Regions from separate parts of the Mus musculus genome. Here regions 1, 2, 3, 5 and 6 are each linked to region 4. Evidence: chromatin contacts called from public capture Hi-C and promoter capture Hi-C data. All regions are on one chromosome and are shown on one strand. Each heading gives the region's core, a stretch centred on a gene start, on an enhancer-like site or on the middle of the called end of the contact. The rest is flanking DNA. Distances are from core to core; before and after follow the strand shown.

Region 1 (2,700 bases), core at 77-2,576, 580 kb before region 4:
TACTACTAATAATTAGCATATATGGACCATTAATACTTTATTTTTTTGTTTTTCAAGACAGGTTTCTCTGTGTATCCCTGGCTGTCCTGGAACTCACTTTGTAGACCAGAGGTTGGGGAGACGTGTGCATGTGTATGTGTGTTTTGTCCAGGAGTAGTTTTCTCCCTCTATTTTGAGGATCCTGGGGAAGAGACTCAGGTCAGCAGGCTTGGTGGCACAGTGCCTTTACCCACTGAACTATCTCACTAGCCCTCAGTCTTTTAGTTATGGTACAGATTTGTCTTAGTTTGCTTTACATTGCTGTGATAACACAGCATGACCAAAAACAACTTGTAAAGTAAATAATTTATTTGGATTACAGGTTATAGTATGTCGTCATCAGGTGAAGCCAAGCCAGGAAATGGAGCAGAAATCACGAAGGAATGTTACTTACTGGCTTGCTTTCCATGGCTTGCTCAGCTTGCTTTTCTATACAATCCAGAACCTGCTGCCCAGGGGTGGTACCTCCCACAGTGGGCTGGGCCATTCTACAGCATCAACCAAGAAAATGCCCCCACAGATTGCCCGTGGGCCAATCTGATGGAAGCAATTCTCAACTGAGGCTTCCTTTTCCCAGATGACTCCAGCGAGTGTCAAGTGCGCGCGCACGCGCACACCAGCACAAGGGTCATTTTCCAGTATGCCGCCCCACAACCCTATTCTGTCATTCGTTTCCGCAATGGAAGTATCCCACTGCCAATTCCAAACCACTCCAAGAGTTTAACCAGAGAAATGGAAGAAGCCGCACTAGCTGGAAAATGAATAGAGTCTTAAAATCAACCATAATCCGAATTCTCTAGTCACGGGGCTCCCTCTAGGTTTATCCTGTCAAAGAGGACAGCTCGGCCCAAACTCAGCAGGGCGTAACAACCTCGGAAACACAGAGCCTAGAGAAGACGTGTTCGGTCCCCAGGCTGAAAAACCCATCCCCACCTTTACCACCATCCAGACTTCCGCTCAGCATAAGAACCGCCACCTTTCCAGCCTAGCAGGGGAGATTCGACCCTGGCCTAGAGCTGCCCCTTCCACCGCAGCTTCCTCCCGAGGGGGTGGAGCGCTCACCTGCTCGATGGCGAGTTGCACCTCTGGCGTGAGCTGCAGCACAGCCTCCAGCTCCTCCACAAACTCCAGTTCCTCCTCCTCCATCATCCCGCCGCTCAGCCCCCGACGCCCTCTCCAATCCTGCTCGCGACCTGTCTGTCACCAGGACCCCAGAAGAGCAAGCCTCCAGGTACGGGGCTCGAGGGAGCCGCTACTTACTCGGCTAGCCTGGCACTTCCGGAGAACTGGGCACTTCCGGGAACCGGGGGACTCTGGGATAGCGGAGGACTGACTTCCGCAGGCATGGCTGTCAAGTCCCTGGAAAATCTCCAGACAACCCTTAACCTCAAGTTCCCTGTTCGCACGCGGCGGGTTCTTAAGATTGAAAGCCCTCTCTTCTTCGCCCAGGGCGCATCCCCCACCAGCGCCGTAGTGTCGCCCGGGCGCCCCAGAGAGCGGTAGCCACGGCAGTGTCCCAATGGATGGGCAATAAGCCCCGCTGGCCATGAAGCCAACGTGCAACCCGCTCGCTGGATCCCCTTGGTCTAGGGCAGTCTGTGTCCCCCTGCCATCGGGAGTGAAATGACCCCAGCTGGTAAGTGGCAGTGTTGCCAAAGACATTTGAGGTTTGGGAGAGCTTCTGCTCCTTAGATAAGGATCTACTGGGCAGAATTGTCTGAAGCCTCCTCGCTAGGGTGGGGAGTAAGGAGAAAAGCGACCCAACGCTGGGAAGTGTTTGGTTTTTGAGACCGAATGTCCGGGCTGTACATCCTTATTTACACCCTTGATAACCTTATGATCTTGAACAAAGTATTCCCATCTGCCCTGCTTACACTACGTTAGATGGGGTGACATTAAATATGGAAGTATTATGCAAACTTAGGCAGGTAGTACAGGAAATGTTAGGGTGTTTAGCCGCGTACATTACAAAAAGAGGAGCCAGATAGCCCTGTGGAACCGCTTTTCCAGCAGGCACTGGAACAATGATGGAATTGCAGCCAAGGGAAGGGTTGCCTTACCAGTTCAACATTGTGAAAACCTCGACAGAGGAGTATCTGGCCCTGCTGAACTTTTTTTTTTTTTTCCGTACATATAGTTTTATAAAAATTGCTTCAGGAATAATATAATTTGCTTTTTTTTTTTTAGTTTTTAAAAAACATTATAGTTTTAGGAATGGAATTTTATTGTTGTTTTAGTTTGCCCCCCAAAAATGTGTGAGTAGTATAAGTTTTAGCAACAGCAACAAAAGAATGCTTTAAAATATAATTGCAGGAGGACTGTGAGAGACATCAAGATGGCTCAGCCAGTAGAGCATTTGCCCTCAAGCCTGATGCTTGAATTCATCCATCGAACCCACATGTTGATAAGAGAGTTCTAACTTCCACAAGTTACCCTCTAACCTCCACACATATATTATTGACTCATAAAAGTATTATTTTGACAATTATTTAATGACATAGCGATATATGCACAGTGTATTTCAGAAAGCAGAATATTTATTTCTGAGAGCAAAATTGGCTGGGTGTGATGGTACAAGCCTATAATCCCAACACTTGGAAGGTGAAGAGTAGGTGGATAAGGAAAATGTACTGTCTCAACCAAAAGCAAATGACAGGGAAA
Region 2 (2,700 bases), core at 92-2,591, 520 kb before region 4:
TAATCTTAACAACAATCTTTTGATCAATGAAGAAATAGAATAATGACATGTAGTATCACTAAACTCTGACTGGTAGGTATAAATCTAATATTTCCTACATCATGTGCTCTAATTGGGAACAAATGCCAGAGTCATTTAGTCTATACCTAACCTTACCATGGTACCTTCAAACACCAGGAGTGTGTGTGTGTGTGTGTGTGTGTGTCTATCTGCCTGCCTGCCACAGGTCAGATTCCCTGGGAGTTGTAGTTACAGATGGTTGTGAGCCATCCAACACCTGGAACCCATCTTACACCCTCTGGAAGAAGAGCAATCATTCTTAAAAGTTGAGCCATGTCTCCAGCCCCTACACAGCAGATATTTTTATGACTAACCTGTGTTGACTGATTTGTGCAACTTCCTTTACAGTCCTTACCTCCTGTACCATCTCTACACCCAGCTAGACTTGGACTGCTACAAGTCTGTTAAAAATAAATAAATAAATTCTGCACTGGTGTGCTCCTACCTCCCTGGCTTACCAAAGAGCTCAATAAACCTTTCCGCTACACTTTCAGCTAAGTGACCCCCTTAGAATCACAGCTTCTCAGACTGTTTCCAGGTACTAGGAAGGCGACTTGATTCTGACCTCATACTTACATCTGGGCTGTTTAGAACAGAGCCACAGATCATGAGCACCTACGAAAGAGACCGTTCAAACTTGCTCGGACAGGGCTTGTTCGCGGAATCCGATGGCGGAGTGCTTGTTTAGCATGCGCAAAGCCATGGGTCCCCCTCCCAGAGCCTAAATTTCAAATCCGCAGCTCTGATGGAAGCCGAAATTTGCTGATCACACCCAAACCTTTCAAACCAGGAGACCGCTCTGTCGTGAACTGGAAGGGGCTTTTTAAAATAACGTTTTGCCTATCAACGCTCCTTCACTATAGACAGCAGGCTCCCCAAGCCAGGAGTGTAAAAAATATTTGAGAAGGGCTGTAGGTGAACGTGCGTAGACAACACAGCTGGTAGGTGAGTCCCCTTTCAAAGGCTTCCCAACCCGAAAGAGGGGGGCTCGCAAAAGCTGAAAACACCGGCGTGGCAACGCGGAGTCTAGGGCCTGGCGGCTGGGGTGGCCGCGCGCCCACGGCGTCTTCCCTCCCCTGGTGCGGCCCGGCCGCCCATCGGGGTCTCGCGCTAGCCCCGCTCGGTCCCGGTCTGCACCTGCATCCCCAGGACATCTCGAAAGAAATGCACTGTCTGGAAGCGGTTCTTCACTTTGAAAACGAAGTGCAGAGCTCGACGAGTGGCCATGGCTCCCAACACGAAAACCGAGTTCCAGGCAGAGGGACACCCCGCCCACCAAACCGGGAAGGATCGTCGGGTGACGTCACTAACACTCGACCGCGCGCTCGGGTGAGGTAGCGCGCGCCAGGGGAAAGATGGCAGCGCCGGCGAAGGGCATGTGGTGCTCCCTGGGATCATTGCTGCGGGTGGTCCAGACTCGGGACCTCAACGCTCGGCGCTGGGTCCGGGCGCTGCGGCGTAGCCCGGTGAGAGTGTTGTCTCCCTCGGGACAGGTGGAGGAACGGAAGCGCGCTCCTGACCAGCAGCCTCGCAAGGCGGTCCCTAAGGCCAGTTCCCAGGGACAGCGACAGAAACAGCCTCTTGAGACATCCCCATCCCAGACCCCTCACACCTGGGAAGAGGCAGGGCTTCGCTACGATAAGGCCTTTCCCGGGGACAGGAGGCTAAGGTGATATGTTTTTGAGACTTGTCATCTGCTCCCGTTTCTTTTCTTGCTTCACTGTGAAGCTTCTGGCTCTTACTGTTTCGACGGTGCAAAATAAATGTCGTCTTTTGAGGCTTGTGCGTGTCTGTTAGAACTTCATGTATCCCTCCATGCCAAGAGCGTTGATAATCATCCCCTCTCTGTTTGCACCCACAGCAGTGTGATGACAATAGTTAAGTCCAGGCCTTTTCGGGAAAAGCAAGGGAAGATCCTACTGGAAGGTCGCAGGCTGATTGCAGATGCTCTCAAGGCTGGAGCTGTGCCCAAAGCGTTCTTTTTTAGCCGTCTGGAGTACGTCAAGGAGTTGCCGGTAGACAAGCTGAAAGACGTCAGCCTCATTAAGGTGAAATTTGAGGACATCAAGGATTGGTCAGACCTAGTAACGCCACAAGGAATAATGGGTCAGTGATATACAGTGTGCCAATATCTGGGATTTCTATTTCATACAAGTGTAGTATCCTAGACTTTCTTGTTCATACTTGTCTTAAGGTAACGAATTTTATTTAAATCAAGTTTAAATTTTTATTGACTAACGTCTAAAAAGAAATAGGACTTCTCAGGCCTCTATGTTTTGATGGTATTTTACTGGCAACTGAACCAATTTCTCATTCATACTTAATTGTGGGGCTTTTGCTTGTTTTTGACAATTGTAGTTCAGGCAGGCTTCACATTCTGTATGTAGCTATGGATAGCTTCGACCCCTGACATTCCTGTTTGCACCTCCTTCCTGCTGAGGAGGCATGAAAAAAAAAAAAAAAGCCCAGTTGTTGTTTGTTTGTTTGTTTTATGGAATGTTAAAAACATTTTATGAGCCAGGAGTAATGCAAGCCTTTAAAATTCCAGAATTTGGAAGGCAGAGGCAGGCAGATTTCTGAGTTTGAGGTCAGCCTGGTCTACAAAGTGAGTTCCATGACAGCCAGAGCAAACATTGAAGC
Region 3 (2,700 bases), core at 16-2,515, 700 kb after region 4:
GAACACCCTGGCCCGGACGCACGGACGCCGCCTCCTCGGCCCTTCGCATACCCCGGCCCGCTCCGCAGAGGAGTCGCAGCGTGAGCACCCCCGCCCGGCTTAGGACCAGGTACCCCCCTCCCTGCCTCCGCCACCGCAGCCAACGGCGCGGGCGGGGTCTCTGGAGGGGGCAGAGGTCTGCGCCCCCCCCCCCCCCCGCCGCTAAATTCAGTTCGTCAGGGCGGACTTGGTGTCTATATTTGGCCGGACAGCGGCTGGCGAGGAGACACCTAGTCTCACAGGAACGCACTGCCGGGGCAGGAGGCTGGAGGAGGGGGCGAGTAGGCCGGCCTTCAGGCCTGGGGCTACAGAAGTGGTTTGAAGGGCACAAGGATGCCCGGGCAGGGGAGGGGCAGGAAGCAGTTGGCCTTTGGGAGAACCTGCTGTGTCCCCTTGGGAAAAGTAGCAAGCATTGCTAAGCTCCTAGCTCCAGAAGCCGAAGTCGTAGAACCAGAAAGAGGACCTCACCTCCTCCCTGGTTGCACATCTGGTCCTTGCAGGTGGGGTCGAGGGCCCCCACCCTCAAGAGAACGGACTAGCCAGCCCAGGCATCGCACCCAAGAGGCTGGACCAAAGTATGATATTTGTGTCAGATGACCATAGCCAGGACTCCCCCACCCCACCCCATCCGGAGAAATCAGTGCATGGGGAAATAGACAGAAGGAAGATCGCCCTACTCCCACATACCCCACACCACCGGAGGAATCTTTTAAAAAGAGTAGGAAGCAGGGCTAACAAAAGGACCTCTTCTCTTGGCCAAGCTGTAGAAAAAGACACACCGGCTTGAACTCAGCGATGTGAATATGGGATCTTGAGGGCTGCAGTCCTACCTAGCCTTGAGCTACGGTCCACTGACTAAAAGAGAAGGTGTTGGGTGGGGAGCCTTTCAGAGAGACAAACACTTGCAAAGAGGTCTCATACATGACTAGCAGCATGAGGGGACCCCCTGATATTCCTCCTCAAAACATTAGGTCTTGGAGGAAGTTTCAGCCCTGTGTCAGCCTCTGCTATCCCGGCTAGCCTGTGTGTCTAAGAAGCGGTGAGATTCCCCATCCTTGTCCCTCATATTAAACAACATGAGACAGATGTCAAAAACCAGCCTCCAACTTTGGTCACTTTGAAGATCCTGGCCAGATAATCCTACTCACTCACTCCTCCCTTCCACAGCTCGCAGGATTAAGGACCAACGTGCCTCTAGACTCTGATACTCCCTATCTTTGCCCCAGCCATGAGCCGGCGTGTTGTTCGGCAGAGCAAGTTCCGCCACGTGTTTGGTCAGGCAGCAAAGGCTGACCAGGCCTATGAGGACATCCGGGTATCCAAGGTCACATGGGACAGCGCCTTCTGTGCCGTCAACCCCAAATTTCTAGCCATTATTGTGGAGGCTGGAGGTGGAGGTGCCTTCATTGTCCTGCCTCTGGCCAAGGTGAGGGGTGAGGGGAAGAAAGCAATTGGGAGGGCACTGGCTAGGGTCTCTGGGATATATCCCACACTAGCCTTTTCTCACTGAAGTCCAGGCCTCCAGAAGGGCAGTCTGTGTGGACTGGGTACTCTGTCTTTGCCAAACCCACAAAGAATGGTGGAGAACAGCAACATCAGCGTGACCTGTGCGCCCGATCTCTAGGCCACAGAGCACTGTGTTCCTAGCAGAAACCAAGATGGGTGTTAGTGATGGAGATGGTTGGGATACAGCAGACCAAGGTCCAGTCAGACTCTAACCTTATCTTTACCTAGTGTCAGAGAAAGGCAGAGTCAGAGAGATGGAGAGAGACACACAGACACACACAGAAACAGAGAGAGACAGAGATACAGAGAGAGAGAGAGAGAGAGAGAGAGAGAGAGAGAGAGAGAGAGAGAGAGAGAGAGGTGTTCAGACTCTGATCCTGGGAGTGGGATGAAACTAAAAAGAGAAGTTACAATAGTCAGAGCCTTCCCTCCCCTGCACATGAGGGAAAGGGCCAGGCACTGACTGCCACCTTTGCAGACACGTAGCCATCTGTACCCCAGGAGAGATACCCCAAAGCATAACCTTGACCTAGATACTGAGCCCTATACCTTGCTAAAGAAGACCTCACAAGTGGTGGGGTCAGGACAGGCCTGACAATAGCCTATGACTCACGCTGGACAATGCAGACACCATCCAGAGACAGCATCCCAAGGGCTCACATTTCAGCCCGAGCCACCTCCTCCCCCAGTGTGACTGCCATGTCAATGGCATTTAGTCACCCTCTCTCCCAGACTATGTGCTTTGGGCCAATGCCAACCCCTGCAGAGTCTTCAGAGCTCCCACAACTTACTCATGAAGACAAAAAGAAAGACGAGTGCCAGCCCCTGGTAAGGGACACTCAGCACCAAGACTGCGTGCTGCCTATGACTCCAAGGTGAAACCAAGGGAGAGGTCTGCCCCAGGGGCTAAGCCACTGCCGTCAGAGTCACTCACTCAGACCTCTCTCTCCAGGGGCTTGCCAAAGGTCCTCCAACTTGGGGGACAGGTTCAAGCACATCCTCCTCACAGGGCATGTGGGTTCACGCCCATGAGCCCAGCACTGGGAAGACCGAGGCAAGATCAGCCTAGGCTAATCAACATAATGAGACCTTAACTTGAGTCTGGGTTCCGTGTCCTGCTGTGGGTACTTTGTTAGGTCAGCCTGTCTCTCTGAA
Region 4 (2,700 bases), core at 39-2,538:
TAACGTCAGCTCAGCCACCTATTGTCTTTGAGATTTACTGATGATCCAGTTCATTTAAAAACCTCAAGCTTTCAGTTTTTCTATACATGCTTAAAGCATCTGGTACAAAGATATATTGTCAATATATTAATTGCTTTAATTATTACAGTATAGTGTTTCAAAAACCCACAGCCTAATGACTATCAATAATGACTATCATAGCAGCTACTCCTATCTACATAGTTTAAAAAGAAATTCTAGCTACGACAAGTATTTCCAAAGGGCATTTTAAATACACATTTTAAACTATAGGCATGTTTCTCTGTAATTCTATTTATCTATTTAGTCTAATGAAAAGCATAAAGTAGAATGTATTTTGAAAACATGACAGAACATAAAATTCAGTCCCTTAGATCTACTGGCTGATGGTGACAATACCATATTTCCCAGGGGCTTCATGGGACAAAAAGAGGAAATAGGCTTAAAAACTAAATAAGCAAAAGGTTAAATGAAACAAAGTGGGCCATTTCTGATCTCTGTGGATCACTGTGGACTAGGAAGGTTTTGTGTGACCTCACTTGAGTGGACCAGACTTTCAGGAATTAAATAAGCACAACTGAAGGTTTTCCTGGCGGGAGACGAACAGCAAACGTATTCATTAGAACCTTTTTTTGCTATCATTTTTAACAAAACCGATCTTGGAGTCCAGGGAAGAAGGTACAGTTATTTTCAGTATTCTGTCACCCAGTCGTCATTAAAGTCTCAATCTCAAATTGCCAGTTGGGGTCCAGGAGGAGACGACCATCCACTAAAATATCCCTGCAAGGCTGGCGCTGACAAGTCCCTCCTCACTCCTAGTTGTCTGACAGTGACCTCAACTCCAAGGTTCTGACTGCTCGTCTTCCGGGCTCTGGATATTGTTGCTCAACACCCTCCTCCCAAGAGCTCGTCCCCGCAGCCCCATCCGGAGAGCCTCACTACCCCTCACACACTTCCATCTGGAGCCTCAGGCGCCTCTTCCTCTCCATCCCGGCTCCCTCCACTCCCGGACCCAACCCCTTCCCAGGTCCGGCTCACTCCGCCCCAGCTCCTTCCCCAAGTTCCCAGGCCCAGGGCTCCTCTTGGACAACCTCATCCCAAAGTGTGGCTCATTCCGTAGCCTGGCTCTTCCCTCTGCTGCCTCCCTCAAGATCCAGCCTCATTAAGTTCACTCTGCACCCGGTGGAACCCACTCCGAGGCCTTGCCCTCACCTTCCCAGTAATTGCTGGTTCCTGCCGCCATCTTTGTTGCCCAACGTCAGTCGGGACAGGCGAGTAGAGGCCTTGAAGGCCAGAGAGTCACCTCCACGCCTTCTTCCACCCCCGAGCGCCGAGGCTGATGGGATACGCTAGCCTCCTTAGACACTGCCACCTGGTGGACAATTCGTTATTTTACAGCTTTAAGTAGCTCGTTTGAAAGCGTCGTTTAGCTGTTCTGGGTGTTCATACCACATCTTTTCAGTCTTCAGTCTTCAATTTCTTCATCTCGGATTGTTCTTTTCAGCGGGTGACTTAGAGGAGAGACACAATTTCCATTATCTCCCCTTAAATAGGATGTCTTGGGACCGGAGGTGGGGGGGTGGTGGTGGTGGTGTCAAGCTTAATGGGGCAGGTGCCTTGCCTGAATGTAAGAGGGTCTGGGTTCGACCCCCAGCATTCCATAAACAGAACATGGTAGTATATGCCTTTAATCCTAGTACTCAGAATGTGGGGATAAAAAGACCAGAAGTTCAAGGTCATCCTCAGCTACATAGAGAGTTCAAGGCTAGGTGGGGATAAATGTCTCAAGAAGAAAAAGAAAAAGAAAAAGAAAAAGTACCTTCAATCAGCATTTTCCTTTCTCAGAGCCAGTGGTTCTTTTCCTGCCCATCTTCCACTGTCCAGTATGTAAAGTTCCTTCCCTGGTTGACTTCCCTATGTCTACAGCAGAGCATCAGTCCTCTGTCCCTTGCTAACAGCTTCCATGTGCCCACAGCCTGAAGCTCACTGATGTCGTTAGACTAGCTGGCTATCCAGCCCCAGTTTTGGCTTTCCCAGTGCTGGGATTACAGACATATGATGACACGCCTGGCCTTTTCATGTTTGTCCTAGGGATCTGAACTCACATCCTAATGCATGCATGCCAAGCAATTTACTGGCTGAGTATAATATGCATTATAGTAATAAATTGTTATGTGTTGTTTAAGTCCATTGAAAAGCTGGTTGTGGACATAGGGTTGTCACCCCGTGCCCCAGTCACACACATACTTAATACCCAAGCATATTTCTTGTAAATTGTCCCAGAGACCCCCTGGCTGGGGATGGGCTACCTGGCTGGCTCTGTGAGAAAGCAATAGTGTAGCAAAATGGCCCAAAGAGTAAAAAATACCAGGTCCGGGAGGACAGAAGGAGAGTATCTGAGTTAACACACCGTGTCCTTGATCACAGCTGATCATTCCCTCTGACCTTCCTGACATAAAGATGCCCACGGTGGGAATGGTTCATTGGACATCTTACCTAAGAGAAGCCGTTCTTCCTGGAACCCTTTTTGTGGGTCAGAGAGAGGCTCCAACTAGCTGGTTTTTGCTCTCCAGGTCTCCTCCGTTGCTTTCTGCTGGATGACGTAAGTGTCTGATCTCATGAACTACTACCTCCTGCTTGCTGTCTCTTTCTTTCATTTCTGTTTGCTGTATACCTAAAAAC
Region 5 (2,783 bases), core at 283-2,782, 550 kb before region 4:
CCACTAACCATTTACTGTCACTGCCTGCCCACCCCAAATCAAGGCTCAGCACTCCCACAAAACCCAGACCTGAAGGCAATCCAGGGTTCTTTCTGTCTCAGGTTGGTCTGCCGGCCCCCGAACACATTTCCTTATAACTGTAAATGACATTTTATTGCATTAGACATCGGCTTAGCAGAGCAAATGTCTGCGGCCAAACATGTGCCTTTCAGAGACTGTGTACATGTGGCTTGAGAAAAGTCCCAGACTCAGCTCATAGCCAGGGGAAACTCAAAGGCTTTTTTTTTTTTTTTTTTTTTTAAATCAGTAGCTGGTGCTAGGAAGTGACTGGTTACTTTGGTAGGCACTGTGCTGGGTGGCATACTTGTATTTTTTTCTGAGATAGGCTCTTGTTATATAGCTGGAACTGGCTTGAAACTATACAGACCAGGTCGGCCTAGAATTTTGAGATCCTCCTGCCTCTGCTTCCAGAGTGCTAGTTAGACATAAGCTACCACACCCAGCTTGACACCTATAAAAATCATGTAATCGTCAAACTAACTTCTTGAGGATTATAACTCCTGTTTTGGAGATGGGAAGCTAGAGGCCCAGGCACAACTTTGCAAGGTGTCTCAACTAGGGAGTCAAGCCTTGGCAGCACTCTTCACAGCTGCAGGGCACGAAACTACCATTCCACACTAAAGAGCTGGCTAGGGACAAAGACATTTCTCCACAGCGTATTATTTGCAAATCTTGGAGTACTTCCCAGGACGGCCTCCTAGTCTTACCCTCTAAAGAGCACACCTAGCAGGGTGGAGAGGGTTGGCAGATGGCCACAGATTTCTATCAACTCCGCCTTACTTCCAGACCTCGCCTAGGAGGATACTCCAAACCAAGCAGCACTCGAATTCGGATTCAAAAAGTGAAATCTCAGGCTGCGCAACTCCTGCTCACAAGAGAGGGGTGGGGGTGGGGTGGTCGCTTTGCGTGAGTCAACGAATGGGGTCCTGTTATGCACGTGGTCGCAAAGAAAACGCCAAGCCTCTGGGAGAAAGACAGTATCAGTATTTTTGCTTTATGCACTAGGCGACCTAATAAGAAACATGTTCACTAACTCGGCAGTCATTTAATAACGAAGAACTCTCCGGACGTCCGTCCCTCCCAGCCCGGCATTTCCGAAACACGTGCAGTAGCCCTGAGCATTTCCAGGAGAATCAAGGCTATATTCGCTCCCGGTTTCCCACTGGGAAGACACTACGAAGGACGGAGGAGGACTCTAGGAGACCGTCATGTGGTGGGGCTACAGGATGGAGGCCGGCCTCGCGACTGCGGGTCCCCCAAAACTCCTCAAGCCCCCAGCCTCCCGAGCACCGTAGGAGCAGTGCAGAGCCTCAGCCTGCCCAGGAGGTGCTTTGGGGGGGTGCGGCCCAGGGGCCGGAGTAGGGAAGTGGGAACCCACCTAGGTCCATGGCGGCGACGCTGGCGGCGGGCTAGACCGCCCCTCCTAGTCCAAGGCCGCGAACGCGTTGCCCGCGCCACGGCACAAAGGGCGGCGCTACAGGCGCGTCACAGGCTCCGCCCACAGCGCTTCTCCGCTTCCGTGCTGTAGTCTGCTAGCCGCTGCCGTTCAAGGCGCACGCGTACTCCTCTCCAACAAGCTCGCAGCGTCGAAGCCACCCTAGCCACAGCGCCCCCTCTCGGCCTAGGCTTCCCAGCCTTCTTAACCACAGGTACTGTTGGCTGTCTCCATGTGGAACCTGACCCCTTCAGGCAAGGAGGTCGAACCCCTTAGTCCAGACCCCTCATTCACCCTCACTCAGGAACCCCGGGCAGCTCTCGCCCCGGATTCACCCACATGGAATAACTTTCCTTCAGCTGTGTACTAACCAGCAGCGGATCCACGGGATTCATCCCCCCCCCCCCCAAGACACACAAAACTCCCTATATGCTTGCTTTTCATGCTGCACTATCTCCTATAGGCAACAGCAGAGTCAACTTTCAGAGCTCATAGGTGCTTTTATAACTTTGAAGGGCAGTCACACTGGAAAAAGCTCTGCGGGGCAGGAGCAATTGAATGGATTCCTGGTCCTCGATTTGTACGTTATTAAACACACAAACGCCCCGTGTTCATCCCACACATTATCTCTTTACCCCTTCTTTCCAAGGCCTAACAATAACATGGTTTGCTTATTTCCAACTTTCTTCTAGTACCCCGCATCACTTAAAAACAGAAGCATTGCCTCTGGTATACCAATGAGCCAAGTGGAGTTTGAAATGGCCTGTGCTTCACTCAAGCAGCTGAAGGGGCCTGTGAGTGATCAGGAGAAACTGCTGGTGTACAGCTTTTACAAACAGGCCACCCAGGGCGACTGTAACATCCCTGTCCCTCCTGCCACAGATGTGAGAGCAAAGGCCAAATATGAGGCCTGGATGGTAAACAAAGGGATGTCCAAGATGGATGCCATGAGGATCTACATTGCTAAAGTGGAAGAGCTGAAGAAAAAGGAGCCATGCTAAGAGCATTTTGGCAGACACAAGGAAGTAGCATGGCTCCACTGGTAGGGGACGGGTTTAAGATTCCTGATGGCTGAAACACACTGAAAGGGTAGCAGCGTTAGCAGAAACACCAATAAATCATTCAAACTGCATGAGAGTGGAGTCTGTGGCAAAAGAGAAACTTTGAGGGTCCTGGAGAAGTATTTAGATGTGTAGAAGCCTCTCTCTGCTGGGTGAAACTCCATTAATCTGCCTTTCTGTGGTCTGACTGGCATTAATAGTCTTCCCAGTTCCACAATGTGTGTGGA
Region 6 (2,700 bases), core at 192-2,691, 560 kb after region 4:
CTAGTTCCTCTCCTGGAATCTGGGTTGTCCTTTAATGCATCAAGAGAGTGTAACATAGTGGCATTACACTATTGCCAGCTCCAAGCCTAGCATCCTTTTAGAGCCCTGGGCTGCTATGCAAGAAGCCAACCCTGAAACTACTCTCCTTTGAGGGGGCCCAAGCCATATTAGAGCTCACATTAGGCACTGCAATGTACCTTCAGTTTTACAGCCATCCAGGTCAAAACAACAGTTGTGAGACTGAAGCTGCTTGGATCTTCATGTATTCGCTGTACAACAGCACTGAGTGAATAATAAGTATTGAGTGAACACCCAGCTAAGTGCTCCTGGGATTCATTTGTTACAAACCAATTAATAATCTATGCAACTGGTTTCACCTCCATTTTCTTTGCTCCTAGGAAATAGGCTAAGCTTTCTCTTAACAAGTAATCCAAACACTAGGAATGGTACCTGTATTAAGCAGAGTTTTCTAGAGATACAGAACCAACCGAATTCACACACACACACAAAGCATGTTCATAGACGTATATTCTCTGGTGCAACACAGCACACAGGACCAAGTTCTCAAAACAGTAGATGGGACGTGTTAGCAGTTCCAATCTAGTGCAGAAAGCCTGAGAGCTCCCTGGAGAGCCACTGGTCTATAAGGAATGACTGAAGACAATGGAGTTTGTTGTCAGTAGATGGCAGCAAATATAGATGAATCATTCAAATAGAAATGAGCCGGGGCAAGCATTTGCTGCTTTCCTCTGGCTTCTTCCTTTTTCAACTGGGATGCCATTTGGGAGGGACCGTCCACACTTAAGAGTGGATCTCCCCACTCCCTACTTGCTCTCACATGTTAGTCCTCTCTGTACACATCTCCACATTCACTCAGATGCCTTTCACCAGTTCTAGACACCTTTAAATCCAGCCATGGTGACAACCAGTAGAGTTGTCACAGTGCCTTTACATCCTCCTGCTTCCACAGACCAGAAGCACAGCACTATCTTTAGTTCCAAAGTGCACACTTCCTCTTAAAAGGCCACTATTGATTTTTTTCCTGACACCCCCTAGCCCCCCCCCATTATTAGTTTATTGCCAAGGGCAGAGAAAACTGATAAATTATATCTACCATATCTAGTTAATGGATAATCCAGTTTCCTGGCTATAGAGCTGTCATGGTAGGATACCTAGCATTGTGGAACCATAACAGTAAGACTACTTGATAGCTTTAACCCCCAATTCTACCTTTGTTCCAGCAATGCACAACTACTCAATGCTCCTCAAATGTGAAACTTGTTTCCACTTATTCTTGTAAAAGTAACTTTTATTCTCCTATAGTAATTGTCATCTCTTATTTTTACTGCCTTTTTCTGCTAACCTAGGCCTAGTCCTAGAAGCCTCTAGCCTCTATAGAATCTTATCTAAGCCTAGAATGTTGTCACTGCTAAATAAGCTCACCCTTTCTAGGTCTTTCTGAACTCTGGCTGGCTAGTCAACTCAGCTGTTCCTGGCTCAAAACTTGGCTTTACATTAATTGATTCAATCTGGCTTCTCTCAGCTTCTCCTAAATTGCTCTGTTTTGTATAATACAAACTTTGGCAGTATATTCTGATCTTTTGGCTCCTTATTCTCTGGTTTGTTCTGTCTTCACCTGTGTCTACCATGTTCCCTCTCTGAAACCTCTCTTTATAACTGTCCTGGTAAAACTGCCTCCTTTCTACTTCCTCTCTCTCTGCACTGCACACTTAAGTAGCTTCCCTTTCCTCTCTCCTTTGAGAGTTGGGCAGATCCTATTCTGTCAAATATTTCTCTGATTCATCACTTTGTTTGCCACCAATTAGATATCACTTTCAAACATGGGTGCTTCTTTCTACAAACTAAATTTATCTTCATTGTTTGGGATTCAGGGTAAGTCTGTATTCCTGCCAGACAAATTAAAGTTGTGTGCTAATGCTGAGCCATATCATGACTAGAAACAGGTCTTTTTTTTTTTTTTTTCCTTCAGTAAATAACACAATCTTGAGATACACAGTGTGATCAGATAGCCTGTAACATTTTCGGTTCTTTGTGCCTCTGCCTGAAATAAGTCTGCTTTTACTACTTGACAAAACTTTCTAGTTCAAGCCCAACGTAAAAGTTAACTTAGCTAAAACACTTTCCAATCCTAGAGTTATTTCTTCCTCTGATGCTTCTATGCTATACTGTCCAACTTTGCTTTGGTCCAAGTGAGGCAATTAACATTTTTAATAGAACTTTCTCCTTGAGTTACAATGTGAAATATCCAAGGATAAGGATCAGTCTTATTTACTGGCTAGAAAATAAGACATTGGTGAGTTGATATTGAATGTATGCATACAGAAATAAAAACAAGTAAATTGTTTGCTTAGCCAAAAGGAAAGCCTTAGGGCCCAAATCACCTCCTGAAAAAACAAGCAACACAACAAAGTTCTTCAAACTTGTTAAAGCTAACAGGTTGCAAATACATAGTCCATACTTGCTGGAAATGTATAACCAGTTGGTTTTAAGTGTTTGCCTATAAGAAATCTCACTAGTTAATCACTACAGCCACTTGATTTTGCCTCTTCCTCTAGTCCCATCTTGTACCTAGGGCACTGTGATGACAGGTGGGATTAGGCATGGTTCTTGAACTAAAACAAAACAAAACAAATCAAACAAACAAAAAAAAACCTTACAGTTTAATGGTGAAAGATAAAT

The links. Promoter capture Hi-C pulls out the DNA fragments that hold promoters and counts their contacts. Capture Hi-C pulls out chosen DNA fragments and counts their contacts.
Region 1: a promoter capture Hi-C map of liver shows a contact between it and region 4, with 2.6 times the contacts expected there. The contact joins the promoter of Vps53 here to the promoter of Gosr1 in region 4. A contact is called at or near these places in 2 of 39 promoter capture datasets (both in liver), 1 of 484 Hi-C or Micro-C datasets (embryonic stem cells), 1 of 115 datasets of contacts at active chromatin or transcription factors (pancreatic cancer cells) and 1 of 9 other capture datasets (adipose tissue).
Region 2: a promoter capture Hi-C map of liver shows a contact between it and region 4, with 2.8 times the contacts expected there. The contact joins the promoter of Glod4 here to the promoter of Gosr1 in region 4. A contact is called at or near these places in 1 of 39 promoter capture datasets (liver) and 2 of 484 Hi-C or Micro-C datasets (CD4 T cells and liver).
Region 3: a contact with region 4 is called in a capture Hi-C map of embryonic stem cells, with 3 times the contacts expected there. The contact joins the promoter of Coro6 here to the promoter of Gosr1 in region 4. A contact is called at or near these places in 1 of 39 promoter capture datasets (embryonic stem cells), 3 of 115 datasets of contacts at active chromatin or transcription factors (astrocytes, embryonic stem cells and pancreatic cancer cells) and 1 of 9 other capture datasets (embryonic stem cells).
Region 5: a promoter capture Hi-C map of macrophages shows a contact between it and region 4, with 5 read pairs. The contact joins the promoter of Gemin4 here to the promoter of Gosr1 in region 4. A contact is called at or near these places in 4 of 39 promoter capture datasets (liver, macrophages and pre-B cells).
Region 6: a contact with region 4 is called in a promoter capture Hi-C map of the HPC-7 cell line, with 2.8 times the contacts expected there. The contact joins the enhancer-like site here to the promoter of Gosr1 in region 4. A contact is called at or near these places in 5 of 39 promoter capture datasets (the 3T3-L1 cell line, the HPC-7 cell line, hippocampal neurons and 2 more), 1 of 115 datasets of contacts at active chromatin or transcription factors (embryonic stem cells) and 1 of 9 other capture datasets (macrophages).

What each region holds. Positions count from the first base shown.
Region 1 is chr11:76,178,312-76,181,011 of GRCm38.p6, forward strand. Vps53 (VPS53 GARP complex subunit) reads right to left here and starts at 1,327. Exons shown (of 22, transcript NM_026664.4): 1 at 1,102-1,327. The coding sequence starts at 1,188. It also overlaps a transcript of Tlcd3a not described here.
Region 2 is chr11:76,242,358-76,245,057 of GRCm38.p6, forward strand. Glod4 (glyoxalase domain containing 4) reads right to left here and starts at 1,342. Exons shown (of 9, transcript NM_026029.3): 1 at 1,198-1,342. The coding sequence starts at 1,287. Mrm3 (mitochondrial rRNA methyltransferase 3) reads left to right here and starts at 1,379. Exons shown (of 4, transcript NM_183263.5): 1 at 1,379-1,729; 2 at 1,922-2,166. The coding sequence starts at 1,416.
Region 3 is chr11:77,462,646-77,465,345 of GRCm38.p6, forward strand. Coro6 (coronin 6) reads left to right here and starts at 1,266. Exons shown (of 10, transcript NM_139128.2): 1 at 1,266-1,465. The coding sequence starts at 1,268.
Region 4 is chr11:76,762,290-76,764,989 of GRCm38.p6, forward strand. It overlaps Gosr1 (golgi SNAP receptor complex member 1), which reads right to left and starts at 1,289. Exons shown (of 9, transcript NM_016810.4): 1 at 1,231-1,289. The coding sequence starts at 1,261.
Region 5 is chr11:76,216,040-76,218,822 of GRCm38.p6, forward strand. Gemin4 (gem nuclear organelle associated protein 4) reads right to left here and starts at 1,533. Exons shown (of 2, transcript NM_177367.3): 1 at 1,439-1,533. The coding sequence starts at 1,448. It overlaps Dbil5 (diazepam binding inhibitor-like 5), which reads left to right and starts at 1,574. Exons shown (of 2, transcript NM_021294.2): 1 at 1,574-1,709; 2 at 2,188-2,626. The coding sequence starts at 2,233. The coding sequence ends at 2,496.
Region 6 is chr11:77,317,195-77,319,894 of GRCm38.p6, forward strand. The region is part of intron 1 of Ssh2 (slingshot protein phosphatase 2); the gene reads left to right. Among named protein-coding and RNA genes, the nearest start is that of Gm24989, 74 kb to the left of the region's middle. Within about 2 kb of position 1,442, at least 28 of the 459 cell types and tissues checked have an H3K27ac peak or open chromatin away from gene starts, as enhancers often do. A contact at or near this core is called in the HPC-7 cell line, where this site is marked.